Regions from separate parts of the Mus musculus genome. Here regions 1, 2, 3 and 5 are each linked to region 4. A link is a contact called in public Hi-C and HiChIP or PLAC-seq data. All regions are on one chromosome and are shown on one strand. The core of a region is the stretch at or near the end of the contact, and the rest is flanking DNA. Distances in the headings are between cores, read along the strand shown.

Region 1 (2,700 bases), core at 201-2,700, 540 kb after region 4:
GGACACTTTTTATAAGCATGCTTAATGCTTACTACTTTACTTTTGGCTCTCCAATCATGAACCCAAAATAGTAAGTAATAGTAAGTCCCAATATGTGGGCAAAGGATACATTTTCCACTTTTTTTTCCCTAAAAGCAAAGCAAAGAACAAAAATTGAACTTCTGTAGCATTTTGCTACTGTTGAATAAAATCTGAAATATTATGAATAAAATACTAGGGAGGAAAAAAAACAAATTTATGAGTGTTGTATGTTTTGGGTAGGTTGCCAATTTGTGGCCTTCGCTTTAAAACAAAAGGAAAAGGCAAGATTTGAATCTGCAAATTGACAACTGCTCACCTATCAATAGCCAAGTCCTGATCTCCCAGCAGCACACCCACTCAGACTAGCCCAAATCTTCAGTAACCTCTTTTATCATACATGCTCAGGGTGAGAGGTCCTTCCAAAGCCAAACAGAAAGCCCTTGTCTTCTCATTGTCAGTCAACAAACCTAGCTCTGTGTGGAACTACCCAATCTCAAAGGAGCACTGCTTGCATCCACTCTGTTCCTCAGAGATCTCTATTTTCACCTTCCTACTGAAACCTGACAGATCTATCCTGTAGCACAGAAGATTGATATCTGATCTTACAATACTTTCCTCTGTTCACTGTTTAAATTTTATTGTCCATTCTGCTTTAAAATCCTTACAATTCTATTAATGCAGACTTTCAGCCCAAGAAGAAATTGCTTTCATTAGTTTATGCTGATTTTCTGCCTTTCAAAAATATATCACTAAATGCCATTTTTGTATTTGATGTCTATTCTTCCATAATATATGCCAACTCCTATTCAAGAAAGATCCATTCTATATTTCATCTGAGGACCAAGCTCCCCAGTACAGTTATCCTGTGCCTGATCACAGATCAAAGGTTACAGATCAAATATTAGACATCACAGAGACAGAATAAAATCAAAACAGGGAGACACCCATGTCGTTTTGTTGGCAGGAAATGATTTCTTATGAACACAATGTGACTGTAACTGTACATCAAGGGCAAATCTTTTTTTTCTACTTTTTTCTTTGTGTTACAGATAAATCTCATGATCGTGCACATGCTAACCACTCTCTGTACAACTGTGCTACCACGAAGAGTATAAATCCCACACATGAAGAAAGGATGATGTGTCTAAAAGTTTGATCATAATGTCCAAAATATGATGCCAGCCCTTCTGGTTGAGTATGAGCTTATAGGTGGCAATTCTTTAGTCAACTGTTGTGTATGAAATTGTTGGAAATTATAAATCAATATTAGAGATAGAGTCAGAATCAATTTATCTGTTGTTGGCAAGCATTTTTAAAAATATATTATATGAGGGAGATGAAGAATGTTGGCATACACTATACACATGAGAACTCATTAAGTCACAAAGCAGCTCTGGTGGTACAGGATGCTGTCTGTGCACATGTGCAGATCACTGGAGGAAATGTACATCTCACTGTGGATTATGATAACAACTTTGACTGTTGTGTCAGTATCTATCAGGCTTCCTGAAAGGGCAATCCATATCTTCACTGTGTACTTCTCCATTTTTCAGATGTTCAGCTTCAGCAACCAGCCAAAGCTGCCTTGATGAGGCCACTGATGGCCTCCTGCCTGTCAAATGTGGTGCACCCCTCTTGGGCACATTCCTGCTAAGTTCTCTGTAGTGTTGAACATTACCCAGACCCCTATAAGCTTGAATAATCTTTGCTTCTCTGGCTTCACTCTCTAATGAATCGTTCTGCCTTCCCAAGGTTTCTCTGTGTTTTTATTTGTTTCCCGGTTCCCTGCCCTGAATCTGACCTCAGAACTTGTGCAGAACAGCTGCAGCCTTTGAGATGTTACAGATCTGCTAGGTCACCATCTCTGCCATGTGTCACCTCCAGTTTGACTAACCTAACCCTATCCACCACCATCTCATGTGAAGATTATTGCAATGGACTTGTTTTTTTTCCTCTGTCTGAACTCAGAGCTGGCATACATGACCCACAGTCCTGGTAAAGAGAAAATTCAATTGGCCCATCCATTTGATCAGACCACTCACTGACCTCTTCAGGTCTTTGCTTAAACAGCATCTGACTGGCGACTTCCAGGCCTGCCAATTTAAATATGAAACTTCACCCTGCCACAGATGCCCTGCCTCCCTCCTTCCCTTGCTTTTCTCTATAGCTCTTTTCTAGAGTGATAGACATTTGTTTACCATCTGTCTCTTCTTAGTATGACATAAAATCCAGCAGAGAAGGGATTTCTCTCTGTTTTGTAGGCTGCTGTATCCCAGCATCTAGAGTTAATGGCCCATAGAGAGAGGCCGAAGGCGTTTATTAAAAGAAAGGATGACTATAGCTAATCATGACTTCTTCTTCCTATCATAGTAGGCCTGAGAGCTCACATGGGTGTGACTGCAGTCCATGTACTTCTGTCTTTATGATAGGTTTTTAAGACAAATGTCTAGCCATTGCTGTTGTCTGTATGGGTCCTATCTAGTTTCATACAGTGAAACTTAACTACCAACATGATGGGTTTAAGGAAGGTCTTTTGGGAACATGAGAATAAGACCTCCTGGTGATCAGAACTAATGGTCCCATTAGAAAGGGGGCTAGAGGCAACTATTTGACATTCTCCCCTTCTATTGCTTGAGGAAAAAATAAGGCCAGTCCTTCACCATACTGAATCCTAGTAAC
Region 2 (2,700 bases), core at 45-2,544, 580 kb after region 4:
TTTGACATGGAGAATGAGACAGTAATGCAAACCTTACATGGCTGCTGCAGAATGAAGTGAAAAAATGCCTTTAAAGAACATAGCCCTGTGCCTGCCACACTAAAAAGACATGAGACCACTATTATAGCTACTCATTGTAATGTTCTTTTTAGTAAGGAATATTTGGAAAAACTCAAAAGTATAAAGAGAAGAAAATTAGTCACTTGTAGTTGGATTTGTTCTGATTTGTGCTCAGGATAAATGAAACTCATTTTAGTGACCTTGACAGGGCAGACTAAGAGTCCCACATTTTAAAGATCCAATTCAGTGGGAAAATGGTGGGGAGAGATGAAAATCATGGTATTTTACCACCTCATGGTCCTTTCTGAATGGGCAAAGCTCCAGGGGCAAGTGCAGAACCAGGAAGGCAGGAAAAGCTCAGGCACTGTGTAACAATGCAGAGAATATGGGAAGATCTGATGACACCACAGGGTGATTTTTACCAGGAAATACAGAAACTGATACCAAAACTCAGGATGGCAGCAGACTAGCTAGAAGCAAAGGAAAGGAACCAGAGAGCAAATCGTGCCTGGCAGGACAGACACACAGGGAAGGAGGAAGGGTCTTTGTATGACAGTCACCAGGCTGAGCAGACCAAAAGTAAATGCTGCATTTTCACTCTGGAATTATTTAAACCATTAAACGGCATCATGCTGATATATGAAAAGGAAAACTACAAACAGTCCCTGGGCCTGGATGATTTTGTACATTCTCCAAAAGAGACAATTAATGCGAAACTTAGGTTACCTCATATTTTTAACTAGTTCTGACCACTGTACATTTTGTTTCTCACATTTCCAGTAGTTTTCCATGAATTTTAAAATTATTCCACTATTGCTGATGCTTTCTTTATTCTGCATCCATCTGCTTTTCCCAAAACAAATTTCCATTTTTACCAGTTTAACACAACTTAGGATGTGGAACATACCTTACAATATGTAAAGCCCACACCAAGCACTGGCAACCAGGAGTTATCCAAGCTGACTATAAAAACCAGTGATTCTCACCATAGGCAGCTAAGATAGAAAATTAAAACTGTTCCATGTAGGAAGCAGAGATGCAGGAGGCCAAAGCTGACTCCCAGTCAGGGGAGTGTGAGGTCAGGAGGTGACATTTCATGTGTTCCTGAATACCAGTGTCAAATCTCACGTGTAGAGTCCATGTGACACACGTGTTCTCAGTTGTCTCTCTCCTGCCCCAGCCTCTACTCCAAATGCTTAAAAAGCTCTGTCTTTCCTGTGCCAGAATTGAACATCCTGCCGGTTGCCGTAGGAGAACAAGGAGGCTTTGTCCTTTCTTGGCTTTACTATGTGATGTTAAAGCAACCAGCTGGGGAAATTCTGGACTTAATGAGCCCTTCTTTGTCCTTGAAAGAGTCATAGAACGCAGCTGCCAAACAGCAAGAACTGGACTCTTACAGACACTCTGTCGTCCTTTAAATAAGATTATATTTTACATGATCAGGTACCAACAGCCTGAAAGCTAAGAGTCTGCTTCTATAAATCTCTCAAAAAGGAAAAGATGTGCTTTCTTTATCAGCCACACTTTATTATACAACCTAAGCGCTCTTTGAAGAAAGGCAAATTTTCATTTTATACTAGGACCAAGGGAAGGAGCAGGATTACCAACAGGAAGTCACTTGTAACCTACAAAGGGTTTCCTATGTATCTCCTTTGAGATAAATATGGAGCTGGAATCTATAGATTTTGTTCAGAACAGTACAAATATTTCCTGAGACACCCCGTCTAGGAGAAGGTAGAGGAGATGCATCTGTCTAAGGACATGCAAAAATTAAAATCCTTTATTTTGACAACTCTATAGATGTACCACCCAAGGAACTTTACTTTAAAAAAAAAGTCATTTTATTGCAACCTAATAGTTAAAATATGTTCTAAACAATAGTGTTATAAGACTATACATCAGATTTAACATTATACTGGTGAGTTATGTCTTGACCTAATGGACTAGCTAGTTTTCATGCCAACTTGACACAAGCAAGAATTACCTGAGAGGAAGTAATATCAATTAAGAACATGGCTCCAAAATATCAGGCATTAGAAAAGCCTGTAGTGTATTTTCTTAATAAATGATTGATATAGGAGGGTCCAGTCTAATGTGGGTGATGCCACTTCTGGGCTGACAGTCCTGAGTTGTAAGAAACCAGGCTTAGAAAGGTAAGAGGAGTAATCCAATAAACAATCCTCCTCCATGGACTCTGCATCAGCTTCTGCCTCCAGGTTCCTAACCTATTTAATTTTCTGCCCTATCTACCTTCAATAATAAACTGTGGTAACAAATAGGAAAATAGTCCCATTTTTCCTCAAGTTGCTTCTGGTCATGGTGTTTTATCATAGCAAGTTACTCTAACTAAGATACCTGATGAAGTGACAGAATTTTACTTCAAATTCTTCCATTTGTACATTTGAGCACCTAACTGCTATGAATAGAATGGTCAACAATAGTGATGAAATATAATCCTGTCATTTCCCTTCTCATGAGATATTTATGTATATCCAACATGACCTGCTGGCCAGCTTGATTTGTTAGATTCTATGTGGTCCCATACCTTCTTTACAATGTAACCAAAATTGATTTGTTGTCAACATGCTAATTACCATCCCCTCAGGAGTAATCCAGCTGTTGTAGTGATGACAGGTCAGT
Region 3 (2,700 bases), core at 2-2,501, 820 kb before region 4:
TTCTTTTCCTGACTCAGGCTGGGAAAGGTTTTAAAGTCTTTCTGTGTGTCTGTGTGTGTTGGGTGAAGGGGGGTATGCAGTCATTGCAGAAGTTTAGCACTTTATGGAGATATTGGTGGAGAGATATTACTATAGTATTATGAGCTGAGTTGTAACCCCTCCACCCACCATTATATACTGAAGTCCTCACTGGTATCTCAGAATGTGAGTATAGCAGATTGCATCATTAAGAGGTAGTTAAAATTAAAATGAGGGCGTCAGGTATGCCCTTAAGTATGAACAACATCTCCATTATAAAAGAAGCTTGGACATAGTCATGTGAAGACCCTGAGCAGCTGCGATTCACAAGCTCAGATGAGCAGCCTCAGAAGGAATGAAGCCAGCACACATCTAGATTGTGCACTTGTGAGAAAGCAAAGCCCTGTTGTTTAAGGCAGACAAGATGGCTGTACTTGACATAGCCCTTGTAGGCTAAAATCAAGCAATAATAGCTAACGAGGAAGAGGGCAGTGGGGGCAGGTGGCTCTAGAATAGTTCAGGGGAAGGAAGGCTCTTCAGCATCTATTTCTCCACTTGTGAGATGCCATAGAGACAATGTGTTATTTGCCTTTTAATCCTAATTTGTACATGGTAAATGATCAGGCACAGTTAATTAATGCAGTGGTGATTAATGGGGAAGGTGTGCTCCAGGTTCAAACTGACTGTGTGATGTGTGGGGGAAAGAGGAGAGTCTGTTGTTAGGGAGACACAAACATCAGACCTTGGCTTTAGTTTCTCTGTGCCTCGATTTCTCTTGCGGGACAGATCATCATTGTACCTGCCATGTTGTTTGCTATGAGTCTGAAAGGTTCTAGCTCTACCCCACACTGTGGGCCTGTGAGTCATTTCAACAATGTGGAAGGCATATGTGAACCCTTTCACATCTCTGCTTAACAGCTGACAAAAAGATGAAAGACTGTGTCTGGCTGATAATGCTATTGGTTCTTTGGCCAAATTCCAACTTACGTTATTGTCACATAAGTGGCCAGACACTCCTACTCTGGGCAGAAGATGTGGCTTTTATAAATCTGAAAAGGAACTCCCAAGAAGTCTGAAATAAAAACAGAGATCATTCTGTTCTGTACCTTGCCTGTGTAGCATCGTATTATGTATTAGCACAGATGTTAAGATAAACAATTCCCATTGTTTACTGACTAATGACAGCATTCAGGCTAATGTGGCTGAGAAGAGTCAGGGAACTTGGTTCACATAGAGATGGGGAGCACAAATGCCCAGCTGCTGTCCTGGTCTGTATTTGGAGACAGAGCAGGCCCTCCTATACCATGTCTAAAAATTGAGCAAGTTTGCTTAAAATTCAGGCCACAGACTGGAACTCAAAGGGGTCACAAACCAACAGCTGGATTTCACATAGTTTGTCATGACCAGGTGAGTTTTCAGTAAGTTATAAAGGGTGGAAGCATGGACAGAAGCAAAGGTGATCAAAAGAGTGCAGCCAGCATTCGTCAACACTGTAAGCTCCAAATGATCATTTAATTCAGCCAGTAAAGATTAAGGGCAGGCTGAGAGTGTGGGCCTGCCACTAAGGTAATTGCTGAGTCATATCAGCCTTCACCAGACTCAGACATTTAACCAAAGACTTCCCTTTTGTAAGATCTATCTGCTCTCTAAGTTCCTGCTAGTCTAGAACAGCGTGCATTATATTTAAATTTTTCTGTAGACAACTAAAAGAAAGATTGGGAAAATGTAAATCAAAACAACCTTAAGATTCCATCTTACACCCATCAGAGTGGCTAAGATAAAAAAAAAACAAAAAAAACCAAAAAACTCATGTAAGTGACAGCACATGTTGGCAAGGATGTGGAGCAAGGGGAACACTCCACCATTGCTAGTGGCTGACAAAACTTGTACTAACACTTTAGAAATCAATTTGGCATTTTCTCAGAAAACTGGGAATAGTTCTACCTCAAGACCCAGCTATACCACTCCTGGACATATAAGCCAAAAGGTGACTCAACATCCCACAAAGATACTTATTCAACTATGTTCACAGCAGCTTTATTCATAATAGTCAGAAATTGAAAACAACCTAGATGTCCCTCCACTGGAGAATGGATAAAGTAAATGTGGTACATTTACACAATGAAATACAATTCAGCTATTAAAAACCAAAACATTGTGAATTTTTCAGAAAAAGGGATTGAACTTGAGAATATCATCCTAAGTGAGGTAACCCAGTCCCAAAAAGACCTGTATGGTATGTACTCGCTTAGAAGTGGTTATTAGCCATAAAATACAGGTACCATGTACATTCCACAGACCCAAAGAAGCTAAACAAGAAGAAAGACTCAACTCAAAAGTCCAAGCATTCCCAAGCATGGAAGTCTCAGACTGTGGCAGCACCTTGTGTTGATGGTAAAGATACAGCAGCAACTGGCAAGATTCTGGGTAAGACTATATTCAAAAGCAATGGACTTAGCCTCTCAGACAGGAAGAAGTGCAGGGTAGGCAGTCCTAAGGTTGGCTGAGTCCACAATGCTACTGTTGAGGAGTCAATGCTTAGGTCCTTCTCTTGTCTGCCCACATCCTGATACCAACAGACCTGGGATGCTCTCAACCTTGATCTGTGAAACCAATCACTGGAGAGATGCAGAACTGACTGAAATGCCAAGAACAAGAGGCTGAGTGCTCAGCTCTAACTGG
Region 4 (2,700 bases), core at 119-2,618:
AGCTAACTTAAGTGTATAGGTTTTTGTCCTTGAATGAGCTTGTCAATTCAAGCGAAATACAGCTGTTTGCTTTTCTTAAAGGTTTTTGAAAGTGGAAGCTTCACAGGCCACTTATAAATTTCAGAATGAGAGAGTGTGGGATAGAGGAAAGTAGAAGAGAGAGGGACAGAGGTGGAAACAAAAGAGAGAAAGATAGAGACCATTTCTAGTTTTACTAGAATAGGGATAGAAATACAAAGGTACTCTAAACTGAAGAGAAACAGGAGGCATTTCACTCACTAGCAACATTCCAGCATCTCCATTTAATACCACACATTCTATAAAAAAATAGTGATTATATACTTTTGATTATAATTTAAGAAAAATGAGAATTTAGAAGACCGTTATAATTGAAGAGTTGGAAGTGTTTGAGCATGGTAAGATGACTTGAGGAAGACAGTATGCTTTCTATGGAGACACACAAGGCATCAAGGAAGGTAACAGATATGTATCTTTTATAAAGAGAAACTATCAGCTCTGCCAGTAGTTAAAGGAACTGCCCCAGCCAACTGCAATGACTACATGTTTCTTTCCCATGTTAACACCCAGTGCACTCTGCAAATCCCAAGTTCTGACGTGAGCACATTAGGCTATGGAGGGCCAGAGAGAGGCAGAGTTCAGATCGTAAATGGTCTTCCTACTACAATGAACATTTCATGGCGTTCTTACAAGGAGCAAACTATGCTTCCATTTTCTTATTAAAGCTGATGATTGGTTGGGGGAAAAGAGCTCACTCTTCTCACATTGCTGTCATGTCCTTCCATAGTCCCCCATTTGCATGGTGGCTGTTTTGTGCTTCACACAAAACCATCTCTTTTTACATTGTGGTCAAAGTAAAAATCTATGCATGCACTCACATGTACTTTCCTGAGTTTAGTTTTTTTTCCACTTTACACATGTGTATGACCACACATGTATGATCATGTGTATACGTGGGAAAACACATTGGTAAGATGTGCCTAGGAAGCAGAGCACCTGTGCTTGCATCATGGTTTGCCACCACATCAGTACCTCATAGCTCATCACCTTGGCAGTCCCTGAATTGTAGTTCTCTCATGGGCTTCCTTCAGCAGCAGATGAAAAAATGAAGAGAATGTTTTAGTATCTTCATAAAAACTTGCTGAGACTCCTTAACCCTGAGACCAACAAGCAGAATTTTTCCTCAGGAAAACATAAAATGCATGTGGCTTAGCTGAGCTTTTCCTGAGCTCTGATGGAACCTGGAAGCCATCCAGGCAGATCTCTGCTTCCCAGCCTTTTACAGCCTTCTCTAATGTATTCAAGTGAAACTAGCTAAAGGATTCAAAGGATGACTGCTGGGTGCCCTCCCTCCCCTCCACACACCATCTATTTCCTGTACAGGATGTCCGTGTCCTCTGAGCTCAATGGCTCTTATGTTACTCGGGAGAAAAATAAAAGGGCCATGTAGCAACCAACTGTAGCGTGGTGTAATGCTGTCCTGCCAATTGCTGAGCCATTTTCTTCTCAGGTATTTGATTTTTCTCTCCTCATTTAAAATAATTAACTCCACAAAAGCATGTAGACAGTCTTAATTTTGGGATCACAACTTTTCAGATATGGGGGGGGGAAGAAAAGCTAAAAAGATCGAATAGCCACTAAATGCCCTACAAAGAGCTGAGAGATGTCTCAGCTCTGTTCATTTTCTCATGAATTTCTATGAAGAGGAACAGCTGAAGTAGCTCCAAAGGAAGCTGACAAAATGCCCAATGGTTTGAGGTAAACACAAACCAATCTGTATCCAACATGTGTTTTATATTACACACAAATCTCACTTAATACCAAAATGAAAACACCTTCATGGTTGAGTGTTAAGGACAGGAGATGGGGATGGGGATCTATACTCTTAGAATGTCCCTTTCAAAAACCCACATGCTATGACAGCAAAGTTACAGCTCTTTCTGAGCCCCTCTGTGTGAGCATGTGTTGAAAATTCAACTTTTCGGTGTGCACACGTGAACAGTATTCTAGTCATCAATATGAGCATGGAAGGGTAAATTACTGGGGAGCATGCCTCAGCACAAGGTACAGCGAGTTTCTTTGTGTGAGTCAATACATGTGGCCAATGTTAATCATAAGCCTAGACACCGGCCCTCTTGAGGCCTCTAATCTAGACATATCCTAAGGGGAAAATAGAAAAAGCAGGTTAAATCCTGACAGCGATAGGCAATTGAGGAAAAGGAGCGTGTGCTGGGGTCTGGCTGCTTCATAGTTATTTCTGCAGGCTGAGGGTGTTCTCTTCCTGTTCTTGCCTTTATGATTCATTTCCTAACTGTGGTCCAGGAATTGAAAACTCAATTTGCATTTATCTTACCCTAATAAATACTGATTTGGCTTCCTTACATTACCGACTGTATTAGTCAAAATACAATGACCTAGAAAAGAGCAAAGTTCTATCTATGTTGCCTAAAAGCTTTGAAATATCTAGTCCCAGGCTGACTAAATCCATTACTCTATGGTGGGCTTCCTTGTGACAATGACAGAGAGTATGGGTGAAGTACATTGCTCATTCCATAGCTAGACGGCTAAAGAGGGAAATGGAGAGAGTGGTTCTCCAAACACCCTAGGGGCCAAATCCCTAATAACTTAAATACTTCTCATGGGGTCTGATCTCCTGGAGACTCCATCACCTCCCAGGAGTGG
Region 5 (2,700 bases), core at 157-2,656, 670 kb after region 4:
ACACCTAGGAAATGGAAGGAAACTCCAAGAACACTACATCTTCACAAAGGGTTAATATCCAGATTAGATAAATGAAACACCTTGATAGCAAAACAAAAATCCACTGAAAAATGGCAGTAAGTCTAAATAAATATTTTTCTACAAAAGACATACAAATTCCTAACAGGTATGTAAAAAAAAAAAAAAGATTTAAATGCTTAATATCAATTATACCCAGCTGTGAACCCTGAAAGCTACAAGGAATAACCTGTCAAGACATGCCCATCAGTGCCATAGAGGCACAAACGCACAAACATCATGGGAGTGACTGACCACTTCATGCCTTTAAATTCATACCTGACTAGACTGACTGGTCCTAGACCCTGGGGAACCTACTATCATTACTCGATAAATAGACATAGCACTAAACCCAATCCTAATGACTTCTTGCTACACCCACGGATTGGGGCATCTTCCAGCCCTGGTCTGAGGAGCTTCACTTTGCAATAAATGACTATAGCACAGTCTTCAGCCATAAAAAGTCAATAAAATGCTGTGATTTGCAGTAATATGGCTAGAACTAGGCATCATCATAGTAAGTGAAATAGACCGAGCTCAGAAAAGCAGCTACTACATGAGTTTGCTCCTATCTGGAGTCCAAAGAGTTTAAGTCACACAAGGTGAGAGTAGAATGGTGGTTGCCAAGAACCAGAGACAGCAGAGAGGAGAGAGGGAGGGGGAGTTGGCAGAGAGCACTATGTCATAATCAAATACGAGAAGTAATTTTAGTGCTCTAGCAAGGCATGATGCTTGTATAATTATTGTGTGTAAATTTTAAATCACATGCACAAGAAAAAAAACAGAAAACTAAAAACTAAATAACACTTTTTCCCACTCCAGTTATTTGAAATTGCTCAGTGACTAAAGATCTGTGGTGGCCTGATCCTTGCTTATAGAATCTTTCCCAGGGAACTGTTCTTTACAATGTTACTTCTCAGTAGAAACTCACAGCCAGCTAAGCCTGTCTCTTATTCACTCTCTCCAGAGCTCTCCACCTTCAAGCACACAGGGAGAATGAATGACCGAGCACATTCTTGAAAATAGCCAAGATTAGGTACAACAGCCGTTTTCTTTTGAAAAGCCCTGGAAGTTTGCAGTCTTGTTGAGATAGCTCTCAGTTCCAGATCCTGAGACTGAAGCATCTTGACTTTTGCTACAGGCCCTCTGATGCCTTCTGCTGCTCCATCACCTCCCAGGCTCTTTCTCCCTCTACTGTATCCAAAATCTGCCTGGGGAGCACAAATCAGACCCTGGCATGCTGACAATCCAGGATTGTCGCCTCTCATTTGGCAAAGCCAGGGCTTCTTAGCATCACTTGTTTGTCTCTCCTCAGCAATGACTTGTTCTCTCAAACCGTTCTTTGTGGGAAGAATTTCCCAGCCAAGCCTGTGCTGCTGGCATCTGAGTCATGCTGTACTGGCTCAAGCTGCTCTTCTGTGTAGTCAAGGTGCTGCATGCTCTGAATATTAGCAGAAGTTAATTTTATTTTATCTGTTTCACTTGAAACAGAGTCTTCAAAACCAGCCATCCACTCATAAACTAAAAGGTCCTAAGGTTAATTGGGGGGGGGGGCGGGAGGAAGCCAACAATAATCCGCCAAAATCTACTAAAAGAGATTCAATAATATCTTGCTCACAGAATAAAATACCTCCATCACTTCTGGGGCTGCTGAGAGCTCCGAACCACACTTATCACAGATATATAATGTTAAAGTAAACAGCAAAAACACTTAAGCTTTTCTACAGTATGGAGGTATAGACAAGTCAAAAGTCAAAATATAGCTCCCAGGAGGAGATTCAATACTCTCAGAAAGCTGACATAAAGTGAAATCATTTGGAACTTCTGATTCTATGTCTTTTCCAACCCCCTCCCATTCATAGTTCAACAAACCAATCAGACTCTATATGGATGCCTTATGATCACCCATCCATGCAATTATTACAAATTGTCCTCTCCCTATAGAGTAGATTCTACACTAAACTTTAGGCAGACATTGGTAAAGAGTCTCTAACAGGAGGCTGTGAATTAGTCACAACTCATAAGGTTAAATATTTATGAGATGCCTACAAAAATAAAAAGCTAGACATGTCTGATCTACGCAGATTGACCCAATGATTAACATCATTCAAATCACAGAACAATAGAGGCATATGGAGAGGCATAGACATGCTCAGTTTTTCTTATATAATGCAGTACATGTATTTTATATTCAAAAATTAAAGTTTAGGAAGAATTCAGTATCAAGAAATTCAAGAAAATATTTTTTTTAAAAAAGAGTTAAAACTGTCTCTGACACTGCCAAATGATCAAGTAAAATTAAAAACAGAAATACCTAAAATATACAAAGTCTCCTTTTCAGTTACCATGATTGCCTTCACTGGAGCTATAGAGATGGAGGCTAGACTACACTTAAATGAGAGCTGTGGGAAATCTTGAACACTCCTGCCTTGGTTCTTAGTTCTCTTCTGTGGAAGAGGAAGGAGGTAGCCAGAGGACAGAAAGGAGGGAAAGGGAGTTTTATTCATTTGAATAAGTGAAAATATTGAGTATGTTTACCAGCAGAAGGATAGGAAAGAGGAAGGAAGGAAGGAAGCAAGGCAGGATGAAGAAAGTGCCCACCAGATGTCCTTCAGGCTTCAGGCAGAATTGCAGTTGAGAGCA

The links. Hi-C and Micro-C count contacts between places; a contact is called where the count stands out from the background. HiChIP or PLAC-seq counts read pairs in DNA pulled down with a chosen protein or histone mark.
Region 1: an H3K27ac HiChIP or PLAC-seq map of regulatory T cells shows a contact between it and region 4, with 5 times the contacts expected there. The contact joins two enhancer-like sites. A contact is called at or near these places in 1 of 39 promoter capture datasets (hippocampal neurons), 1 of 15 datasets of contacts at CTCF or cohesin (the NIH/3T3 cell line), 17 of 484 Hi-C or Micro-C datasets (B cells, the MC3T3-E1 cell line, MC3T3-E1-derived osteoblasts and 10 more) and 2 of 115 datasets of contacts at active chromatin or transcription factors (memory CD8 T cells and regulatory T cells).
Region 2: an H3K27ac HiChIP or PLAC-seq map of oligodendrocyte precursor cells shows a contact between it and region 4, with 13 times the contacts expected there. The contact joins two enhancer-like sites. A contact is called at or near these places in 2 of 15 datasets of contacts at CTCF or cohesin (the NIH/3T3 cell line and large pre-B cells), 2 of 484 Hi-C or Micro-C datasets (the 3T3-L1 cell line and neural progenitor cells) and 2 of 115 datasets of contacts at active chromatin or transcription factors (large pre-B cells and oligodendrocyte precursor cells).
Region 3: a Hi-C map of uterus shows a contact between it and region 4, with 4 times the contacts expected there. The contact joins two enhancer-like sites. A contact is called at or near these places in 10 of 39 promoter capture datasets (the 3T3-L1 cell line, 3T3-L1-derived adipocytes, the HPC-7 cell line and 5 more), 1 of 15 datasets of contacts at CTCF or cohesin (large pre-B cells) and 18 of 484 Hi-C or Micro-C datasets (3T3-L1-derived adipocytes, the AML12 cell line, the G1E-ER4 cell line and 12 more).
Region 5: a contact with region 4 is called in a Hi-C map of cortical neurons, with 4 times the contacts expected there. The contact joins two enhancer-like sites. A contact is called at or near these places in 21 of 484 Hi-C or Micro-C datasets (the AML12 cell line, CD4 T cells, the G1E-ER4 cell line and 11 more) and 1 of 115 datasets of contacts at active chromatin or transcription factors (oligodendrocyte precursor cells).

The regions. Positions count from the first base shown.
Region 1 is chr8:81,490,286-81,492,985 of GRCm38.p6, reverse strand. All of the region lies in intron 2 of Inpp4b (inositol polyphosphate-4-phosphatase, type II), which reads right to left. Among named protein-coding and RNA genes, the nearest start is that of Gm51582, 150 kb to the right of the region's middle. Within about 2 kb of position 1,450, at least 24 of the 459 cell types and tissues checked have an H3K27ac peak or open chromatin away from gene starts, as enhancers often do. A contact at or near this core is called in Th1 cells and regulatory T cells, where this site is marked.
Region 2 is chr8:81,450,860-81,453,559 of GRCm38.p6, reverse strand. All of the region lies in intron 1 of Inpp4b (inositol polyphosphate-4-phosphatase, type II), which reads right to left. Among named protein-coding and RNA genes, the nearest start is that of Gm51582, 110 kb to the right of the region's middle. Within about 2 kb of position 1,294, at least 31 of the 459 cell types and tissues checked have an H3K27ac peak or open chromatin away from gene starts, as enhancers often do. A contact at or near this core is called in neural progenitor cells and oligodendrocyte precursor cells, where this site is marked.
Region 3 is chr8:82,845,177-82,847,876 of GRCm38.p6, reverse strand. No RefSeq gene overlaps it. Among named protein-coding and RNA genes, the nearest start is that of Gm31545, 9.0 kb to the right of the region's middle. Within about 2 kb of position 1,251, at least 31 of the 459 cell types and tissues checked have an H3K27ac peak or open chromatin away from gene starts, as enhancers often do. A contact at or near this core is called in the G1E-ER4 cell line and uterus, where this site is marked.
Region 4 is chr8:82,026,224-82,028,923 of GRCm38.p6, reverse strand. All of the region lies in intron 17 of Inpp4b (inositol polyphosphate-4-phosphatase, type II), which reads right to left. Among named protein-coding and RNA genes, the nearest start is that of Gm25267, 130 kb to the left of the region's middle. Within about 2 kb of position 1,368, at least 35 of the 459 cell types and tissues checked have an H3K27ac peak or open chromatin away from gene starts, as enhancers often do. A contact at or near this core is called in the G1E-ER4 cell line, Th1 cells, cortical neurons and 4 more, where this site is marked.
Region 5 is chr8:81,359,352-81,362,051 of GRCm38.p6, reverse strand. The region is part of intron 1 of Inpp4b (inositol polyphosphate-4-phosphatase, type II); the gene reads right to left. Among named protein-coding and RNA genes, the nearest start is that of Gm51582, 18 kb to the right of the region's middle. Within about 2 kb of position 1,406, at least 37 of the 459 cell types and tissues checked have an H3K27ac peak or open chromatin away from gene starts, as enhancers often do. A contact at or near this core is called in cortical neurons and oligodendrocyte precursor cells, where this site is marked.